Linked DNA regions of Danio rerio: region 2 is linked to region 1. A link is a contact called in public Hi-C data. All regions are on one chromosome and are shown on one strand. The core of a region is the stretch at or near the end of the contact, and the rest is flanking DNA. Distances in the headings are between cores, read along the strand shown. Region 1 holds the start of dclk3 (doublecortin-like kinase 3). Region 2 overlaps nkain1 (sodium/potassium transporting ATPase interacting 1).

The links. A called contact is a pair of places that touch in the nucleus more often than the background predicts.
Region 2: a Hi-C map of an unstated tissue shows a contact between it and region 1, with 2.5 times the contacts expected there. The contact joins the enhancer-like site here to the promoter of dclk3 in region 1. A contact is called at or near these places in 2 of 18 Hi-C or Micro-C datasets (hematopoietic stem cells and an unstated tissue) and 2 of 4 datasets of contacts at active chromatin or transcription factors (caudal fin and embryo).

The regions. Positions count from the first base shown.
Region 1 is chr19:45,858,147-45,862,771 of GRCz12tu, reverse strand. dclk3 (doublecortin-like kinase 3) reads left to right here and starts at 3,013. Exons shown (of 5, transcript XM_009294434.5): 1 at 3,013-3,430. The coding sequence starts at 3,367.
Region 2 is chr19:45,936,972-45,941,578 of GRCz12tu, reverse strand. It overlaps nkain1 (sodium/potassium transporting ATPase interacting 1), which reads right to left. Exons shown (of 8, transcript NM_200545.1): 8 at 2,908-3,632. The coding sequence ends at 3,623. Among named protein-coding and RNA genes, the nearest start is that of pum1, 5.7 kb to the left of the region's middle. Within about 2 kb of position 3,133, at least 5 of the 62 cell types and tissues checked have an H3K27ac peak or open chromatin away from gene starts, as enhancers often do.

The DNA of each region.
Region 1 (4,625 bases), core at 1,764-4,263:
ATAGATAGATAGATAGATAGATAGATAGGATACATTGACAGACAGATAGATAGATAGATAGATAGATAGATAGATAGATAGATAGATAGATAGATAGATAGATAGATAGATAGATAGATAGATAGATAGATAGATAGATAGATAGATAGATAGATAGATAGATAGATAGATAGATTGATTGATTGATTGATTGACTGATTGATTGGATACATTGACAAACAGACAGCTAGATAGCTAGATAGCTAGATAGATAGATAGATAGATAGATAGATAGATAGATAGGATACATTGACAAACAGATAGATAGATAGATAGATAGATAGATAGATAGATAGATAGATAGATAGATAGATAGATAGATAGATAGATAGATAGATAGATAGATAGATAGATAGATAGATTGATTGATTGATTGATTGATTGATTGATTGATTGATTGATTGATTGATTGATTGGATACATTGACAAACAGACAGCTAGATAGCTAGATAGATAGATAGATAGATAGATAGATAGATAGATAGATAGATAGATAGATAGATTGGATACATTGACAGACAGACAGACAGACAGACAGATAGATAGATAGATAGATAGATAGATAGATAGATAGATAGATAGATAGATAGATAGATAGATAGATAGATAGATAGATAGATAGATAGATAGATAGATAGATAGGATACATTGACAGATAGATAGATAGATAGATAGATAGATAGATAGACAGACAGACAGACAGACAGACAGACAGACAGACAGACAGACAGACAGACAGACAGACAGACAGATAGATAGATAGATAGATAGATAGATAGATAGATAGATAGATAGAAGCAGATTTTGATTTAAAACATTGTCTGAAAAGAAGAATAAAACCCTTCAAACCCATCGCACAATGTAGAATTGTAAGCCAGCAATATAAAGTGATAATCAATTAAAAAGGCACTTACGATTCGTGGTAGATCGACGCTAATTGTAAACAGCTGACTTTAGAGCAGGAGACGGTTGACTCTGCGCGGGAAAAGACAATTTCATTCATGTATATAATCTATTTACCTCACGTTCTTGCTAAAAACTTGTACGTCCAACATTATGCAATACATTCCATAAAGTAAATTCAGCAAGTAACTTATGTGACTACCCAATGATTATCAATAACCATGTTATCATCAAAACAACATTAATTAATGGTAAGCCTACTTTTTGTCAGAGAAAACGAGGTTCACTTCAATCAAGCCTCTCTCTTTTACACACACTGCCCTCTAATGGACACGCACATGAAAAACAGCTTATTACCCATTCACAGCTGTACGAGTACACACACACACACACACACACACACACACACACACACACACACACACACACACATACACACACACACATACACAGACAAACACAAGGCCTGCAGAAGCGCAAACACAGACACAAAGCAGGACTGCTGTGTTAACAGTAACCGTGGCGATACAGCCACACTGAGAAGACGACTAGTGTAGTGTACATTAATTATATCTTGAATCAAGGAATAGACGTATACATATAAGGAAAAAGAATAAATTATAAAGGAATAAATCAAGCATAATGTGTGAGGATGTGTGAATAGGTTAGCTGTTACTACTGTAATGTATATGAAGTAGCCTATATAGAGTCCATTTACGCATATAACAACAATTTTCTTTTTATAATGATAATTTATAAATTATCTACTAAGTTACAAAAGTTATTTTGAAGATTATATACATCAAATAACCTGACCTGCAGCCTAATGAAAGAAGTATAAAATACAAATATTGGTGAAATAATGTTTCCTTTTAACATTTAGCTATATAAAAAATTGAACAACATATACGCCTAAAACATTCTGAACTTCTAATTAAATACAATGATTGATTGTTTAATTTCTTTAAAGTACAAAACCTTTGCAAACTTAAGGATATTAGAAATTGATTTTAAATTAACCTATAATGAATTAATTGTTATGCTTAAATGGCATTTTAAAATATACTTAGTGTAAACATGCCTGACTAAGGAATTATATAGACCGGCCTATTTAATGTAGCCTATTAATAAGCCTATAATCAGTCAATATGCTTTATTTATTATTATTATTATTATTATTATTATTATTATTATTAATAGGCCTAATAATAATAATAATAATAATGGGTGTCACAATGGTGCAGTGGGTAGCTCGATCACCTCACTGCTAAATAAGTTGGTGGTTCATTCCGCTGTGGCGACCTCTGATTAATAAAGGGACTAAGCAAAAAAGAAAAGGAATGAATTAAAAAATAATAATAATAATTATAACAAAAACGTGTACCTTAAATTGCATGGGTATATTTTAGCAAAGCCAAAAAATATGGGTCGAAATGATTGATTTGTTGATTATCGATTAATTAATTGATTGTTTTTTTAGATATATGCTATGAAGATACTGTAAATAAAATCAAAACTCTATTTTTGATTAGTAGGCTTCATGTGTAACTTAATAAACATGTTTAGATAGCCTATGTTTATTTATATGAACCCTCAGATTTCAGATTTTCAAATAGTCTTATCTCACACAAATATTGTCCTAACAAAGTAGCCTGTTCATCAATGGAAAGCTTATTTATTTAGCTTTAAGACGATGATTTATCCTATAAATCTCAAATAAAAATATATGAAATTATTTTAGCCTACAAATATCAATACATAAAAGAAAATTCAACATATTCTAATGTATGAAACATGCATTTGGCTGCAGACACTTTTTTGTATTGCTTTCAAACCAAACCTCTTTCAACCAGTGGATGGGTATGGGATGTCCTCCTCGTTAATATAGTCAAACAAACCCGTGTGTGTGTGTGTGTGTGTGTGTGTGTGTGTGTGTGTGTGCGTGCGTGCGTGTGTGTGTGTCTGTCTCTTCTGTGTGTGTGTGTGTGTGTGTGTGTGTGTGTGTGTGTGTGTGTGTGTGTGTGTGTGTGTGTGTGTGTGTGTGTGTGTGTGTGTGTGTGTCAGCTCTCTGTGTTACCGGGGAGACGCTCCAGCAGCAGGATGCGGAGTATCCGGTAACGCGCTCGTAGCTTTTCCAAAAGATGCGGCTTCGCGATATCTTCCCGCTACCGCAAGTCTGACAGACGCTGATTGAATATCCTGTGCCCGATTTAAAACTTTCAATGCTTTTTTAAAACTTTCTCGATTCTTCAAGGACAGGTTTTTCTTTTATTTTGAGGTGAGCGTTGATTTGATCATGCTTGACCCTTTCATTATTTTGTAAACCCTCTGGACAGCTCTGTAGGACAGTATGGGCAGTCAATCAAACTCATGCATTGATCATTTCTGCACAAATCCCGATGGAACGGCGAGAAACGGAACAGAATGACGCCGGTGTGGAATCAGCGACCGGGGCGAGAGCCACCGAGACCCAGATGGGGACTCGCAGGTGCGTTCAGATCATTAATTAATAAATAAATGCATGCAAATAAAAGGGTCAGTATCTGTAAAGGTTTAACCAGGTCAGTTAACTAGTCCACACTCGCAGGTTCGAAAGACTACACTGCAAAAAAATGCTTTTCTCACTTTTTGTCTTGTTTCTAGTTCAAATATCTACAAATTCTTAAATCAAGAAGCATTTTCTAGTCAAGCAAAACACATTGTCTTGTTTTAAGAAATAACATGCCAAAATAAAGTGAGTTTTTCCTTAAATCAAGCAATAATATAATATAAAAGAATATAAAATAATCTGCCAATGGGGTAAGCAAAATAATCTTGTTTTTCGATTTGTGATAAGATTATTTTGCATACGCCATTGGCAGATTATTTTACTTGATTTAAAGAAAAACTCTCTTCATTTTGGCATATTATTTCTTAAAACAAGACAATATGTTTTGCTTGTCTAGAAAATGCTTCTTGATTCGAGAACCTTTAGACATTTGGACTAAAACAAGACAAAAAATCTAAGTAAGAAAAGCATTTTTTGCAGTGTATTAGAAGATTAAGTTAATTGTGTGCCATTAAATGCATCATAAATGTGAATCAGCGACCTTAAGAATATGCTGTTATAATAATCAACGTTATTTTTATATTTTAATGTCATTATATTTTACATTAAAGTGACAATTCACACAGAAATAAAAATGGATGAGTGAGTTGTCGCATGTTTCCTTTTATCTGCTAAACACAAAATGAGTTTGTTTGTTTATATACTTTATTGTCCCTCAAGGGGAAAATTTCCTGTAGACTCACCCAGCACTTCAGCAGGTTCTGACTCAATAACAATTTAAAAGAATAAGTCAACATGCAAAGAATTACACACACTATTGTTCAGTGTTCAATAGTCTGATTGACACTGGAATAAAAGAGTTCTTAAATCTGCTCCGTTTCCAGCGGAAAGTTCTGTATCTTCTTCCAGAAGGTAAAAGTTCGTAAGATGGGAAGAGTACATGAGGTGGGTTAGATTAGGTAAATTCTTTTAGCTTCAGTCAGAGTGCATTGCTCGTAGTGTTTGTATATTAATAAAAGTTTCAGATCCTATTAGTCTTGTAGCAGTTCTGATAATATTAAACATTTTTGATTTCAGATTTACAGAAAGATTGCCATACCATGTAGATAGACCATACCTGATAACACTTTTAAAC
Region 2 (4,607 bases), core at 1,884-4,383, 79 kb before region 1:
TTTTAAAGAGATAGTTCACTAAGAAATGAAAATGCACTCATTATTTACTGCCTCGAGTGTTATAGACTTGAGTTTCTTTTATTGAACACAAAAGAAGATACTTTGAAGAATGCTGGAAACCAGTAACCATTGACTTCCATTCATTTATTTTCCTTCGGCTTAGTCTCTTATTTATTAGGGGTGCCGTGCCACAGCAGAATGAACCGCCAAGTATTCCAGCACATATTTTTTATGCAGGGGATGACCTTCCAGCTGCAAACCATTACTGGGAAACACCCATACACTCTCATGTTCATACACACACTCGTACACTACGACCAATTAAGTTAATTCAATTCACTAATAGCGCATGTGTTTGGACTGTGGGGGAAACTGGAGCACCAGAAGGGAAACCCACGCCAACACGGGGAGAACATGCAAACTCCAAACAGAAATACCAACTGGCCCAGATGGAAGTCAATCCAGCGACCTTCTTGCTTTGAGGCGACAGTGCTAACCACCGAGCCACCATGCCGCCCAATTGACATCCATAAAAAATATTATGGAAGTTAATGGTTTCAGCTTTCTTCAAACATTCTTCAAAATATCTTCTTTTGTGTTCAACAGAAGAAAGAAAGTCAAACAGTATTGGAACAAGTAAAGGGTGAGTAAATGATAACAGAGTGTTCATTTTTGGGTGAACTGTGCCTTTAAGACCTGAGAGAGTTTAATGCAGGGGTGGCCAAACATGGTCCTGGAGGGCTGGTGTCCTGCTGAGTTTTGCTCCAACTTGCTTCAACACACCTGCCAGGAAGTTTCTAGTATATGTAGTAAGAGCCTGATTAAGCGGTTCAGGGCTGTTTGATTAGGGTTGGAGCTAAACTCTCCAGAACACCGTCCACGACCAAGTCTGCAGACCTTTGGTTTAAAGCAGGGGTGGCCAACCCTAATCCTGGAGAGCCACTTCCTGCATATATTAGTTGCAACCGATATCAAACACACCTGAACCAATTAATTAGGACCTGAACACCACGTGATAATTACAGGCAGGTGTGTTTGATATGGGTTGCAACTGAAATCTGCAGGAAGGTAGATCTCCAGGAACAGGGTTGGCCACCCCTGGAATAGACTAAATAAGTTCCTCAAAATAGCAACGCGCCTCAACACGCCTCCTTTTGCAAACCAGAACGCCTATAGGTGCACATATGAGCGCAAATGCATTTGCTATTTAAACAGCGTGGCGCAAAACGTCAAAACGATTCTTGCGCCGAGCTGAAACTAGCAGACAACATTTGCGTATCGCCTTGTGCTGGGTGTATGACAGGGCCCTCAGAGCTCCACATGAGGTTATTAATTAGCATATAATCTAACTGCTCTTATAACTTAATGTAAACATTAGGTGAGCAGGGTACATTGTAACCCCGTGTCCTAACAACCCACAATGTGACGAGATTTGCAGTCATAAGCAATTTGGCTGTTTGCACCAGATGAAACACGACAGAAATTTAAATACAGCAATTAGAAGCACAAAACACGCACTCAGTCACGAAATGGTAATGTTTATAATCTAATTAATACATATTAACCCTCTTTAATGTTATTATATGTAGATGCTGAATCACTGATTTGGGTTGTTTGCACTGAGTCACAGTTCTGAAAAGTGGCGTAGCGGACGGGCCCACGTGTGTGATTAGGGGTCCCCGCCGCTTTCAGTTTGTGATCGCTCCTCAGTTTGTGCAGGATTCCCTGTGTTGTCACTCCACCCCGCCCCCTTTCCCACTCCTCAGTTTGCGAAGGATTCCCCGCGTTGTCGCTCCACCCCGCCCCCTTTCCCACTCCTCAGTTTGTGAAGGATTCCCCGCATTGTCGCTCCACCCCGCCCCCTTTCCCACTCCTCAGTTTGCGAAGGATTCCCTGCATTGTCGCTCCACCCCGCCCCCTTTCCCACTCCTCAGTTTGTGAAGGATTCCCCGCATTGTCGCTCCACCCCGCCCCCTTTCCCACTCCTCAGTTTGCGAAGGATTCCCCGCGTTGTCGCTCCACCCCGCCCCCTTTCCCACTCCTCAGTTTGTGAAGGATTCCCCGCATTGTCGCTCCACCCCGCCCCCTTTCCCACTCCTCAGTTTGCGAAGGATTCCCTGCATTGTCGCTCCACCCCGCCCCCTTTCCCAATCCTCAGTTTGCGAAGGATTCCCCGCGTTGTCGCTCCACCCCGCCCCCTTTCCCAATCCTGTTTGCGAAGGATTCCCCGCGTTGTCGCTCCACCCCGCCCCCTTTCCCACTCCTCAGTTTGTGATCGCTTCCCCGCGTAGTCCCCCCCTCAACTGGGGGCCCTGTCAGTGATCCCTGCAGGGGGGCCTCCGCATTTTGCGCTACGCCACTGGTTCTGAAGTTTAATTTCAAATGGTTTATTTTATTCTCAAGATCTGAGGTGAACACTCTGCTGCTGCTTTCAGTAGTATGGAAAAATTTCATGTAAAATGGCTTTCAAACTCACATTATTAGCATTTAACGCTGAATAAAGCACATGAGCTGTACCTGAGGTGATCACTGTCAGTTTTATGTTGTTCAGCCGTTTCTAAAATAGAAAAATCAGGTGTCGGTTAAGACAAAAACTTCTTTTAATATGGAAAATATTCGGCTATCTATCGCATGCCGTTGCTTTTATTTAGAACTTGACTTAAATCAGGCTTAATAGTCAGACACACTCCTGTTGGTGCCGTCAATCTGGCAACCTGCGTGTTTTGAACCCGCATGCAATACCTAGTTCAACCACTGGGTGTCAAACTTACATACTGCTCCTTTAAGAATTGTGTTGTTTCAACCCCTTTTCAATAAGTAGACCAAACAAGCAGCAAAAGACATTGTTTTTTTAGTGTGAATAAAATGTGACCACCAATCTCATGTACAAGTGAACAAAACATTAGATTAATCTAGAAAGAGTTTATTATGCCGTCCCACCCTTCGGGTTTGCCCTTACGCCGCCTCCAGCCACTCAAAACAAGAAGTGTACATTACCATACATTCACTCTAATCTCCTGTCCAAATCAATCAACATATATGGCTAGTCCCGTTATGTGCATAAATACACGGACACGACGCACATTCATGCATTCACGCAGACGTATGAGGGCCAACCCAGAGGCACAACTCCTCTATTGTGAGATTTACATGCACAAATAGTCCTACAGCATTCCCCCCGAAATACACATCTAAGCCAACCTAACACATTCATCTACCACGGTACATTATAGTGTCTTATATCGGAGTATAAACAGCCGCTCTCCTGCCAGAAACTCCGGCATTTGTGTTCAAAGATTACCTGGGTCAAAGGTCGCACAGCGTGTCAATACTCAAACAAATACAAAGGCCTATGTGCTTGTGCGCACGTGAACGAACACACACACACACACACACACAGTTTTGACTGTCTTGAAGTCTGTTAAGTAGTGTCGGTCTGGTTGCTGGTCGTCTCTCTGTAACTCTGGCTGGTGCGTGTGTGTGTTTTCTCCAACAGAGGGAGACAAAAGTTTGCGGGAAACAGACACTGAAGCTGGTTGAGTGTTTCCCGTAATGAAGAGGACTTCCTCTCTCTCTGAAATTAGCAGGTGTTTTCTTCTGGACCTGGAATTTCTTCCGGTTTCTATCCAGTCCTGGGTAAATATAAATAGAATTGAATAGAAGTTGTTATAATAATTTTTTTCTTCTGGAGAATTTTTACTTTATCTGGTATAAAAAAAAAATACCAACTGCGCCACCGTGCTGCCCTTAATTATTTATTTACTAATTTAATTGTTTGTTTACTAATTTAATTTATTTACTTATTTAATTACTTATTTAATTATTTATTTACTAATTTAATTATTTATTTACTAATTTACTTACTAATTTACTAATAATTTAATTATTTATTTACTTATTTAATTCCTCATTTTCCCTAATTAAATTATTTATTTACTATATTAATAATTTATTTACTTATTTGTTTATTTACTAATTTCATTTATTTACTTATTTAACTTATTTACTTACTAATTTCATTTATTTACTTATTTAATTTATTTAATTATTTAACTTATTTAATGTATTTACTCATTTAACTTATTTAATTTATTTACTTAATTATTAACTAATTTAATTTATTTACTTATTTAATTTATTTACCTATTTATTTTCTTATTTAATTATTTATTTACTAATTATTTTTAACTGATTTATTTACAATTTACTAATTTAATTTCTTTACTTATTTAATTATTTGCTCATTTAATTATTTATTTCCAAATTTTTTCCTAATTTTATTATTTATTTACTAATTTACTTATTTAATTATTTATTTACTGATTTAATTATTTACTAATTTACCTTTTTACTTAAGAATTAGCTTATTTAATTATTTATATAATTATTCTTTTTCTTTATTAATTATTTATTTACTTATTTTCTTACTCATTTACTTTTATTTACCAATTTATTTACTAATTTAATTATTTACTTATTTACTTAGCAATTTACTTATTTACTTTTTAAACTATTGATTTACTTAAATGAGTATTTACTAATTATTTCTTTATTTACTTATTCAAGTATTTACTTCATTAACACAGACTCAAATCCAAATGCGGTAT